Linked DNA regions of Mus musculus: region 1 is linked to region 2. A link is a contact called in public Hi-C data. All regions are on one chromosome and are shown on one strand. The core of a region is the stretch at or near the end of the contact, and the rest is flanking DNA. Distances in the headings are between cores, read along the strand shown.

What was found. A called contact is a pair of places that touch in the nucleus more often than the background predicts.
Region 1: a contact with region 2 is called in a Hi-C map of CD8 T cells, with 1.8 times the contacts expected there. The contact joins two enhancer-like sites. A contact is called at or near these places in 1 of 15 datasets of contacts at CTCF or cohesin (CD8 T cells), 2 of 484 Hi-C or Micro-C datasets (CD8 T cells and bone marrow-derived macrophages), 5 of 115 datasets of contacts at active chromatin or transcription factors (CD8 T cells, the HPC-7 cell line, embryonic stem cells and 2 more) and 1 of 9 other capture datasets (embryonic stem cells).

Annotation. Positions count from the first base shown.
Region 1 is chr8:126,802,583-126,805,610 of GRCm38.p6, reverse strand. It overlaps Gm31718 (a long non-coding RNA gene), which reads left to right. Exons shown (of 8, transcript XR_879375.3): 8 at 1-904. Among named protein-coding and RNA genes, the nearest start is that of A630001O12Rik, 45 kb to the left of the region's middle. Within about 2 kb of position 1,385, at least 154 of the 459 cell types and tissues checked have an H3K27ac peak or open chromatin away from gene starts, as enhancers often do. A contact at or near this core is called in CD8 T cells, where this site is marked.
Region 2 is chr8:126,636,484-126,639,296 of GRCm38.p6, reverse strand. No RefSeq gene overlaps it. Among named protein-coding and RNA genes, the nearest start is that of Gm31546, 42 kb to the right of the region's middle. Within about 2 kb of position 1,551, at least 23 of the 459 cell types and tissues checked have an H3K27ac peak or open chromatin away from gene starts, as enhancers often do. A contact at or near this core is called in CD8 T cells, where this site is marked.

The DNA.
Region 1 (3,028 bases), core at 136-2,635, 170 kb before region 2:
CGAAAAGACGCCTATCTCCAAAACAATCTCGGCCGCCCATTAAACAACACTTGTTCGGGACAGAGGAAGGGCAGCATGCAGGATCGCTGGGCTTTCCAAAGAAAACACTCCCGGTTGTCCGGCAGGCAACAATGAACAAAAACCTGAATGGCATTCACACAAGAGGGTGGGGAGCCTGGGCCAGGCCCTCAGGGTCCTTGGGTGTCAGTACAGGGCTCCTAGGACAGGAGCCACCTCCAGCACACACAGGATCCTCACCCAACAGGGACACAATGAGCAGGTGCTCCTCTGGAAGCCACAGAGAGGCCTTTGCAAGGAATAGCATCGGCCAAGAGTGTGCTCCTGGACTTCTAATCTCAGATGATACGTGTTCCTCAACGTGTTGTTCAAGCTACCTAGCTTCAGAGGTATTGCTGTAGCTTTCTTAGTAGAACAGCATGTTATCCATCAGGTCTAAAAGATGAAAGGGTCAGGAATACCACACACTTTCCCACGTGGCCATTGACGAGTTGGTGTCAAGGAAACAGAGAGGAGAATGGTTGTTATTATGGGCTGGGGGAAGGAGAGGGTAGTTAACCAGGCTAGGGAACAGGTGGGAGAAGTCACTTCTAATGTTTTGTAGCATGCTACAGTCACTATGGTTGAAAACAATGCATCAGGAGATACATTGTTTTATAAAGGAGATACATTGTAGCTTAGAAAGGAGATACATTGTAGCTTAGAAAGGAGATACATTGTAGCTTAGAAAGGAGATACATTGTAGCTTAGAAAGGGGAAGGTTTTCAAGGGTTCTTGTACACAGAAATGATAAATGTTTTATGTGATATGTAGGCCAATTGCCCTGGTGTAATTTTTACACCATGTATACAGGTATGGCAACATGTTATGTCTCATTCATATATACAGCTAGTATTGTCAATTCAATAAATATTAAAATGGGGGGAGGAGTGAAGTCTCTGGGGCCAAAAAGCCCTTCCCTCAAGGCCACACTGAATATCCCGATTGCTCGCTGGTCCTTTAGGCTTCTTGTACCCATTTTTAGGGTTGCATACAGAAGCAAGGAGCCTGGGCTTTCCCCTGCTCCAGGTCTTCACCTAGGATCTCGTTGCTGCAGGTTAAAGCCAGGGTTAACCAGTCTAGAGCAGGAAAGGCCAAGTCACCATAAATGGGATCCCATTTGCCTGCAAATGAACCTGTGGATCCAATCAGATAAGCAGGGGCTGCAGAATGTTTGTGGCAAAGGGAAGTAGGAACGAACGTTCTGTGCGGTTCCTGGAAGGCACTGGGGTTTTTCGTGGGGGAAGTGACTGCTCTGTAGACAAGAGGCCAGATCATCAAGCTGCTTGTCACCTCAGTCTGAGGAACCTATAGGGCTCTGTCCCCACCCCCCTGCCCCCCACTTTGGGGATAACCAACCCTGGCCACTTCCCTACAGTGATTCACCTTCTTGAGGGCCCACAGGAGTCCACACCACCCCAAGCTGCACCGCCTCGCCTTCTTCTTCCAAACTCTTTTGCTTTTCCTTTTCTCCCCTGTATCTTTCTTGAGACAGTGTCTTGTGCAGCCTAGAGGGGCCTTGGACTGCTGATGCCTCTGACTTTACTCCCCGGTGCTGAGAATGTCTTGCTTCAGGTTTATAAAGTGAGGAGATCAAAGTCAGAGCTTTGTGTGTGCTAGCCAACCCCTCGAACAACTGAGACACATTTGCTGCCTTCTTTAATTTCTTTTTTTGAAAAAAAAAAAAAAGTATATCTCAGAGATGTCGCAAGAATAGCAAAGGGCATGCGCGTGTCTAATCTGTTGTGATGTATAAGGGACGTTGTCCTTCCTCTCTTCCGTGTGGATGTGACTTACAATTTTGACTGGATAGGGTGAGGCTAGGTGGGAACACCATAGGAGCCTGAGAGGCTTCAGAAAAGCATCTAGTAGGCCCATTGTCACATCTGGCCAGATGTCCCAAGGTCACCTTTTATGCTTACCTTACCAGTTTCTTTAGTTTATTTTTAAATCTACAATGATCTATATCCTGTCTCGAAATTTCCCAGCATGGATTTCAAGAGTTGTTAGTATCGTGAAGGAGAGATAGAATATTCTCGGACCTAAAGCAGTAAGGGATCCTGGTTGTGATGTGATGGGCTCATGGGTTATCTGCAGAAGATCTGTGCTGGGAGCACACAGAGCACAGTGTTAACTTGGGCCCTTACACAAAGGTTTCTGGTGAAGAAGGCTATGCAAAGTTAGGGCTACATTCACATGCAAGACTGGAGCATCTGCAGGTCAGCAGACCAGCCATTGGGTGAGCATAAAAGAGAAGTGTGATGCCCACGGGGGCACAGTGGCAGTGTCTGTCCTTCTCTCATCAGGTGGGAGGCACTGGCAGCCCCCCACCACACAGGAGCCCTGTACTTGGAGAAGCTGAGGGAGGCGATCTGGAGAGGGGTCTCTGGGTCCAGCTCCTGCCCACAACCAGGAGGTGAGGAGGCAGATAGTCACAGCAGGTGAGCCCTGGAGAGCCCTTCCTGACTTCGGCTTCACTTCCACCTACCCTGCCTCCTGTACTTCTCTCCAGTGGGTCTTAGTGAGTTGTGTACTCTGTAAACATGTCTGCCTTCCTAGGAGAGAAAGTCTGATAGGCAGGTGTATTTGTGAGCTTCCCTTTGGGAACAGGTTGGCACACACATGGACGTGCACCAGGCTGTTTCTCCATACAGATCCACTCCCTCACCTCTGCCTCTGCCTGCCCTGCTCCTTCCTGTGGGTCTGGGGTTCCCCTGAAGGATGAGCTCGTGTGAGAAGGCTCAAGGTGGTGAGGATGCATGAAGGGCCCGTGGCTACATTTCAAGTTTCCTCTTTGTCCTTCCCACTTCCTCTGCCTGAGCTGTGGGCACCACCATCTTTGGCCATGAGGATGAGGCCACTCATTGTGAGGACAGTGCAATACATAGCCCATCTCTAGATACGTCTCTAGGGTACTTCTCAGTGCTTCCCCCTCAGGACAGAGCTACAGACAAGGGGTAAATGAACACCT
Region 2 (2,813 bases), core at 302-2,801:
CAGCCAGCACTCTTGGATGACTGTTCAGCAGCCAGTCCTCAGGCATCAGCCTGGATGTGGGTTTTTCCTAAGACCCCGTGGAAGCTGCTGGATATGTGCACAAGCTGTGTGCACAAACTGTGTGCATTTGGCCTCCCATAATCGCTGCTCTGAATGGCATTGCTCAGCTCTAGCTCCCACTGAAGGAAAAGCACAGTCCTTAGGATGGAGTCAGGTCCTGCTTCTTGTCTGCCCTGCTTATGTATGGCAGCCTGGCTCCTTGAATCCCTGTCTCCAGCCCCATGTTCTCTTTGGCCACTTGCTCTCAATTAATTGCTCCCCCGATGTTGAAGCTCTCCCCCCGCCCCACCATGTTCTAGACCGGCTGCTAATAGTGTCCACGAGGCAGCACAGGCGTAAGGAGAAAGGGCTCAATGGGTAAAGTCACTGCTGCACAAACAGGAGAACCTGAGTTGGATCCCCAGAACCCAGGTTAAAAAAGGCAGGTGTCATGGTACACATTTATAATCTCAGCACTGGGGAGACAGAAACAGACTGGTCCCTGGGGCTCACTGGTCAGCCAGGTGGTCTACTTAGTGAGCTCCAGGCCATTGGATGGCACCTTAGGGGCAATACAAAAGGTTATGCTCAGGTCTACACACCACACACAAACACACACACACAGACACACAGACACACACACACACACAACACACACATACCCACACAAACTCGAGGCAAGGCAGATCTTAATAGAAGTGTGGGGTTTTAGCTGAGAATTCAGAAGTTTGAGACCTGGGTTTAGGGCAGGTCTAGCTAGAGACAAAAACCAGACATAAGACCTGGAGCCTGGTGGCTTCCACACGAGTATAATATTCCCAAGGAACTACTGCAAAGTGCCTGAGGACAGCAGCCTCGGTGACATCCATGCACAGACTGGTCCTCATCTGCTTTCTCTCCCTGCAGCCTCTGAGCAGCAAGTTCAGAAGGTCTGTCGGCCACAGAGCAGTGTGTTAGGGATGCTCACTCTCCCGTTGTCTTTGCTGCTTAGCTCTGTGCATTCTGCCTGCATGGCTTTTCTAAGCCTACGTGAGCTACAAATAGATACCGCCCACATTTTGCCTCAAAGATCCATTCTTTGATTTCTCCCACTTGCCAAGTCGAACTCTGAGCTGATGTTTTATTTGTCGGTAGCAACGAGAGATAAAGGTTGATGTGAATAACCAGAATGTGAACATTCAGAGCCAAAATTCCTATGTCTCTTCCCCACCAAATCTTTATGCCAGGGTTGTGGATTGGGGCTGGGGAGTGCTTGCATAAGCATGGGGACCTGAGCTCAAATAGTCAGCGCCTGTGTAAAAGCAACCCCAGCTTCTCACCCAGCAGAGACAGCCACCTTCTTGTGTGTCTTCCCATAAACCTCCTGTATGAGGTTTGTGGTACGGTGTGACTTTGTGGTACTCCTTGGTTCCCAACTGCCAGGATACCTTTCCTGTCAGAACTGTAACACCTCCAGGGGGTAACTGAGGGAGCTGTCTAAGGTTGACCTGTGGCCTCCATGCAAGGCATATACCTGCCCACTACTCAGGATGTTGAAGCCAGATCACAAGGCCAAACCAACTACAGAGTGAGCTCGTGATCGACTCTGTTGATTTAAATGAAAACTTGTCTCAAAATAAAAAGTAAAAAAAGAATGGGGCTGAAAAGCAGTAGAGTTCTTGCCTACTGTGTGTGAGGTCCTAGGTTCAACCCCCCAATGCTGGAAAGAAATAGAATGTTGTAGCTGAAACATGAATTAAGAGTGTGTATACATATATGAGTGTCTGCGTATGGATGTGTGCCTGTTTGTATGTGTAGATATGTGTGACTTTGTATGTCTGTATATGCATGTGAGTTTATGTATGTGTCTCTGTGTCTGTATGTGTGTCAGTGTTTGTGTGTGTCAGTGTGTGATATATATCTGTATGTGTCCATGTGTCAATGTATTGAGTATTTGTGTGTCTGTGTCTGTCAGTGTACGTGTGTGTATATGTCAGTGTGTCTCTGTGTCTCAGTTACTTAATTGTCAGGGTCTATGTGTTACTATGTATATCTTGTGTATGTGCTATATTGTTAAATAACTATGTCTGTCAACTGTGTTAGTTACTATGTATATCTCATGTATCTGTTTTTGTCAGTGTGTTTCAGTGTCTGTCAGTGTATCTCTGTGTAGTAGTGTATCTGTATATGTCAATGTATCTTTGTGTGTCAGGGTCTCCTTGTGTGTAAGTGTATCTGGATGTGTAGATGTCTGTATCTGTGGGTCAGCATGTCTGTCAGTGTCTCTGTGTGTTAGTGTATCTATGTGTCTGTCAGTGTCTATGTGTGTGTCTATCAGTGTCTTTGTTTACATGGATCAGTGTGTCTATGTGTGTTAGTGTGTCAGTGTGTACTGTATACCTGTATGTTGTATATCTGTATCTTGTATAATCTATCTCCCCAGCTTGATCTTAACTCCCTTTTTTACCCTCCAATGTGCCCTTTCTTGCATATCTGCAAAGTTTCATTGCCCTGGGTTGAGTGAATCATTCCAAAATGCCAAATCAATGTGCCTGGCTGACCAAGTATGAATCTACAATGCCAGGGACCAGGAAAAGATACTGAATGTGTGACTTTGGTTACTCACTCTATTTAATCACCTCATCAGCACACTGACTTGATTTCCCAGGGCTGAGCTATGAGCATAGCTCTCTTCTAGAAACAAAGGTTGTGTGCTAGCTTTCTTTCACTGTGATAAAACATCTGAGAAAGTCAATTCAGAGGAATGAGGGTTTATCTTGGCTCATGATTTCTGG